Regions from separate parts of the Oryctolagus cuniculus genome. Here region 1 is linked to region 2. The links are chromatin contacts, called in public Micro-C maps. All regions are on one chromosome and are shown on one strand. The core of a region is the stretch at or near the end of the contact, and the rest is flanking DNA. Distances in the headings are between cores, read along the strand shown.

Region 1 (3,156 bases), core at 648-3,147, 110 kb after region 2:
CTTCCTCTGGGTCTCCCACACGGGTGCAGGGGCCCAAGGACTTGGGCCATCCTCTACTGCTTTCCCAGGTGCATTAGCAGGGAGCTAGATCAGAAGTGGAGCAGCTGGGACTTGAACCAGCACCCATATGGGATGCTGGTGTTGCAGGCGGTGGCTTTACCTGTTATGCCACAGAAATAGCTATTTTTGATAGACTTCCCATTGCCTGAAGACAGAACTCCAGAGGCCGTGCTGTGGACAAGCCATCTGAAAGGATTCTGCCTCCCAGAAACTCACCGATAGCCTGAGCACTGTCACCGTGGGGACTGCTGCCTCCAAAGCCATTCCTGCTGCAGAGGCAGGGCAGGTCGCCTGTGGCGCCTCTGTTTCTCTCATCTAACAGCATTTCTAACCCAGGGTTGCTGTTACGGCTCCGTGATTTAACACCCGCGAATCACTCTGAACAGTGCCTGGGACAGGAAACATCTCATACATGTTAGCTGATTACAGTCAAGAACACGTTCTCAATGTGTTATTTGATTTGGTCCTCTAAGAATCCTGTTATATTTGTTGAAGGAAGAGAGTGAAGGGAGGGAGGCCTGTGTGGGGAAACATGAGGCTCCGTGTACAGACGGAGCCAAAAATCAAGAAAGTCCTTGTCCACTGCTCCAGAGTTTGGGCGTCATCCGGGGCAGAGACACTGCAGGATCAGACTTGCTGTGCCGAGGCAGCAAGGGAGAAGGGCAGCCATGGGCGGCTACTGCAACAGGTCAGGTGGGAGATGATGAGGGCCTGAATCAGGAAGGGCTGATGGGCTGGAGAGGAGGTGAGCAGGGGGAGAGACGCCCAAGCGGGAAGTGACTTCCCGTGGGATTGCTGGGTACGGAGGGCAGGCGAGGAGAGGGTCTGGAGTAACCCTGAGGTATCACTGGGATAAGAAATTCAAGAGGAAGAATGGAGGAAGGCTTTTAACCGGAGCGATTGCAGGTGAACGTGGGACCAGGGCTCATCCTCTTGGAGTTGGGAAGCTGGACCTGTTCCGGACACTGCAGGTGCAGCCTATGAGCTTAACAGGGTCCGGTAGTGGGAAGGAACCACTTCGGAGTCCAATGGGCCAGCAGCTCAGTCTGGGGAATCTCCTTAACGCTTGAGGGTCCCTGATGGGATCTCGCAGGGTGAAAGGCTGTGGTTTTTAGACTTTTATGACGAGACTGGGTAAGGCAAGCATTCGGACACCTGAAGGAACTTCGGAAGCAGCTGGTGATGTGATTTAAAAAGAAAAATCTAAGGAAATAGGTACCATGTCCCAGACACCTCCATGGGACGACACTGATTTTTTAAAAAGCGACTTGAACTTTCTACACGATGTTACTGATCCCCACAAGAAGGCTCATCACAGTCGGGGAAGCACCTGCTACCAGCTTCCCCGCCCCAGCTCTGGGCTTGCTCCCCCCAGAGCCAGGAGCAGGAGGGCTACGGCATGGACTGCTAAGAAGCCGGGGGAGTGGATGCGGAGCTGGGGGTGGGCGCGGACGGGAAAGGATAGCCTTACAGACTTGTGTGAGGGCAGCAAAGACCAAGAGAAAAGCCGGGCACGAGCAACAGCTGGAGGGGTGCGGGGGGCGGGCCTAAGGCTGTGGAGATGAGGAGAAGAAAAGAGTGCCAGAGCCACGGCACGTGCGGGCGCCAATCAACCTCACACGGGAGCGGTGGGCAGAACCGGGTGACTGGGCTGGGAAGGAGGCACCGGGCCCTCCAGAGGTCTTTCTCGGTCTACACAGGCCCGCCCAGCGCTCAGGGGGTGTGGCGCTGAGATCCGCGAGGCTGGGGCGTGGGACAGCAGCGGCGGCGGCCGCGGATTCCCTCGCTCCTCGCAGAAGCGGCCGGCGGCGGAGAGCCAGCGGCCGGCGGCATTGCGGGGGCGGAGCGAGGGAGCCTGCGGGCGGCCCGGGGCGGGGGCAGGCCGGGGCGGCGCTAGGACCCGCCGGCCACCCCGCCGGCTCCCGGGAGGTTGATAAAGCGGCGGCGGCGTTTGACGTCAGTGGGGAGTTAATTTTAAATCGGTACAAGATGGCGGAGGGGGACGAGGCAGCGCGAAGGCAGCAGCCGCACCAGGGGCTGCGGCGCCGGCGGCGGACCAGCGACTCAAGCGCCGAGGTTAACCACGTCTCGTCCACGACCTCCCTAGGTACGGGCCGGCTGGCAGAGGCCGCAGGGCGCGGGTGGGGTGAGGGCGCGGGCCGCTCGGGCTCGCGGGCACCGGCCGCAGGCGGCGGGGTCGGAGTCTCCGGCTGGCTCTGTTCCCCTCCCGCCGTCGCGTCTGCCCGCTGGGCCTAGCCCCGGCCGCGCCCCGTGCTCTCGCCGCGCGCGGCCCGAGAGGGCGGCCCGCGGGGCCTGGACGCTGGCAGCTGGCAGCTGGCAGCTGTCGGGCGAACGGGCGGCGCGCGCGTCTGCGCCCGGCCCGGCCCCCTGCCCGCTCTCCCGCCGCGTGGCTGCAGCCGTGTCCGCCCCGACCTGAGGGGGCGGCCTTGAGCCGGGGCCGCAGGCGCGGGGAGCGGGGAGGTCGGCGGCGCCTGCGCTCGGGACGCGGCCGGGGCGACCCGTCCTCCAGCGGGCACTCACTGATGGGCCCCGCGGAGGAGGAGGCGGGCGGAGCGGTCACCTCGCGGCCAGGTTGGCGAGCTCCCCGGGCAGCCTGCTGGAGGGGACCGCAGTCCGCAGGCCGGGGCTCCTCGGCCCGGGGCCGGTTCGCGCGAGTCGCGCGTGGCCAGGGTTGCAGGCTCAGGTCTAGGTGTCCCCGTGGGCTGTGAGTGCGGGGGTTACTCGTTCCTCGGACGCCAGTGAGGCCCGATCAGACCGCAGGTGTCCGGGGTGAAGTCACCTGACCCCTCGCTCCCCGTTTTTGCTGAATGTGAGCTCCTACTGTCTCCTACTGTATGCGTCCCAGGAGCGCCCCTGCCCCCTCGAAGACGCATTTGCGTTGGCAGCCGGGGGTTGTGTGTGTCTCTCTCGCTCCTGACACCCCTATTTTTAGGAGCTTAGCATTTGATCTTTCGTTGCTGTGAATTGAACGCACGAAATCCTGATTGAGAATTTTCGAGGTAGTTGAAGGCATAAAGTTTTTTACCCCAAGGCTTTTATGCCTCGCCGAAGCCTACAGTCAGGAAAGTGTGGGCA
Region 2 (2,982 bases), core at 439-2,938:
CTTGTGGGCATTTGGGAAATGAACTAGCAGATGAAAGATCTTTTTCTGTCTGTCTGCCTTTCAAAAAAATGAAAGTAAAAAAAAAAAAAAACAAAGCAAAAGGCTGGTGCTGTGGCATAGTGGGTTAAGCTGCTGTCTGCAGTAGTCTGCAGCACTGGCATCCCATTGGGACACCAGTTCAAGTCCCAGCTGTTCCACTTCTGATCCAGCTCTCTGTTAATGCACCTGGGAAAGCAGTGGAGGATGGCCCAAGTGCTTAGGCTCCTGCACACACGTGGCAGTCTCAGATGAAGCTAGTGGCTCCTGGTTTCAGCCTGGCCCAGCCATGGGCATTGTGGCCATTTGGGGAGTGAACCAGCACATGGAAGATCTCTCTCCTCTCTCTGTCTCTCCCTCGCTCGCTGTAGCTCTTTCAAATCAATCAATAAATAAATCTTCAACAACAAACTAAACTAAAAATATCAAAACCGTCCTCTTGGGTACACACAGGAAGATTTCTGATCTCCATTTCTGTATTCTCCCTCCCACACTGCCAGTGCCCGCCCAGACACAGAGGGCCAGGTAGGGTGGCTTTGAAATGTTCCTGGGCAACATGTCTTCCAGCAGAAAAGCCCCACTCTGCCTGCACCTGCCATCTCCTTGGGCCAGTGCCCCCAGCCCTCAAGGGCAAGCCTCTGTGCTAGGCCCCTGCCCTTCTTTGTGCATTGGTGCTGGCCTAGTGTGACCTGTTCTCCCCTCTGGTTCTCACACTCGGATTTTGAGCCTCATTGCTGGCCCTGCTGGGAGGAGGCAGCTCTCTTGACTCTGCTCCTGCTGTTGGAATCTTAGCCTGATTTCACCATTTCAGGATTAGAGATCCTGGCCTCCCTCCCGGGCTGTGGCACACACGGCCCTCTCAGCCTGGAGAAATGCGTCTGCCAGCATCCACCGTCAGCCCTTTGCAGGATTTTTGTACACCAGCGGTGGTTTCCTTAAGGGGACCATGTGTGTGTGCACAGCTGCTTACTTGTTCCTGTCCCTCTCCTAGACCATGAGTTCCTGGTGCACAGGGCGCCTGGTGGCTTACTCCCAGTATCTCCAGGACCTAACCTACCACGTGGTTTTGGTTGGCCTGAACCCTTCTAGACAGGATCGTTAGGTCCATGCGCTGACAGTAAGGTGAGCCCACAAGAGGGGCCGATGGTTCCTTACTCTGTTCCCGGCAGGCGGTGCGCTAATTAGCAGCAGGTGAAGAGCAATAGCATGAGCCCACGTGACCTGCTTACATAACACACCCTTCTCCTGCGTGGTTGGCTGTCTCCAGCCTTCACAGCTCCCAGCCCGTAGCTGTGGGATCAGGCGTCCCTTGGCCTCCGTGACAGATACCTGTCCTTGGCCTCTTGCTTGACAACCCCAGCCAGGCCACCTGCGGGAAGGAATGGCTGGCTGCTCCGTCCTGGAATGTCTTGGCAGGCCTGAAACGCAGACTGCCAGAGGCGGTTAGGAATGAGTGGGGAGGAGGGGTTGGACACGAACAGGAGCCAGTGTGCTGGGCTTCCAGGGCGCTCCAGTCCTGTTTTTCCTGGGTGTGGGGGTGGGGAATCAGTGTAGAGAAATGCTCAAGTCGCGTATCCATCTCCCTGTGCTGGCCTGGCCCCGGGCAGCTCTCCCTCCGTGCTCTAGTTTCCAAAGACAAGAAGCAGCTGGTGCAGGGCTGGGGCCGCTTCCGGTCGTCTGGCCAACGCTGATAGCGCGGGGGAAGCCACAGGCGGGCGCGGGTACGCTGTGCGCGTCCCTGGAGAGGAAGACCGGCCGAGTGGATCAGATTCTAATTTGGCCCTGTCGTGCTGCCTCTTCTCGGCCCCAGTGTTGAAATGGTTGCCTCAGTGACATCCTCATAACCCTGGGGCACCGAGCTGTTGGATGAAGGAGTCTGATGTGTTTCTGTGGAGGAGTTTAACCCGAGCGGCCCGCAGCAGGCCGTAAGTAACAAAAGGATTAAATGTTGAAGGTTGCTGAAGTCTGTGGGTGTGCCCACCTTTCACTTGAGCAGTGGTTCTGGAAGAAGCAGCGGGAAGGGCTTGTGCAGGCAGAAGGCGGACCCCACCTGTAAACTGTGCTGCTGTCAGGTTGGGACCAGAGCATTTATAGTCCTAACTTGTTCCCTGGTGCTGCTGGTGCTGCTGGCCCAGGAGCCCTGCTTTGAGAAGCCCCTCTTTTTGGATAGCTAAAGAAGCAGATTTAGAGAGAAATGAACAAAGCAAATGAACGAGACACACCGTGTGGAAAACTGGCCTCAGGGCAGCCATGAACCCCTGAACAGGGGCCTGTAGACACTTTGTTTCTGGGGGAGGCGGGTGGCCTCCTCCAGAACCAGCCAAGGTCAAGGACAAAGGGCTCCCAGGATGTCCCTCCCACAGCGCTTCCCCATCCAACCTCTTGGTGCAGCTGAAGGAAGACCAGCCGTTAGTGCACCAGGGAGTCCAGGGTTTGTCTCTGAGAATGAAACAATTTGAGGACAAGATGCAGATAAGGTTAGCAGAGGAATACCATGTATTAGAAAAGCAAAAGTACATAGTTCAGAGGGAGTGCAGGGGAGTTCTCGGGGGGGGGGGGGGGGGGGAGGGTGTTGCAGCCCGTGTGGTCATCCCTGTATGTGATCTGGAGGTGTGGAGGGTGCAGTTTTCCAGGAAATGGTGGCGAGTTCTGGGAACGTGGTGACTGCCCAACATTTGGCCTGTTTAGGAAGTTTTGGAAGTGTCACAGCGTCAGGTGCGTGACGCGAGTAGGAGTGATTTTAGTATATTTTATTTATGAAATAAATATTTACATATACAATATTTTATTATTATAATGACATATCTAAGTTTGGGTCATTACAGGGCGCAGTCAGCAGCTGGTTCCGGCTTGGAGCGTAGCTCTTCCACAACGGTGATTTCGGGTCGCTGGCCAGGGGAGGAGTTTGAGAGGTAACCCTGGTTCTCTGGTTCTTTCTCTGATGCC

Evidence for each region. Hi-C and Micro-C count contacts between places; a contact is called where the count stands out from the background.
Region 1: a contact with region 2 is called in a Micro-C map of ear pinna, with 2.9 times the contacts expected there. The contact joins the promoter of ATL2 here to the enhancer-like site in region 2. A contact is called at or near these places in 2 of 6 Hi-C or Micro-C datasets (ear pinna and psoas muscle).

Annotation. Positions count from the first base shown.
Region 1 is chr2:164,484,461-164,487,616 of mOryCun1.1, forward strand. ATL2 (atlastin GTPase 2) reads left to right here and starts at 1,898. Exons shown (of 13, transcript XM_002709914.5): 1 at 1,898-2,167. The coding sequence starts at 2,050.
Region 2 is chr2:164,379,468-164,382,449 of mOryCun1.1, forward strand. No RefSeq gene overlaps it. Among named protein-coding and RNA genes, the nearest start is that of HNRNPLL, 97 kb to the left of the region's middle. Within about 2 kb of position 1,689, at least 3 of the 8 cell types and tissues checked have an H3K27ac peak or open chromatin away from gene starts, as enhancers often do. A contact at or near this core is called in ear pinna, where this site is marked.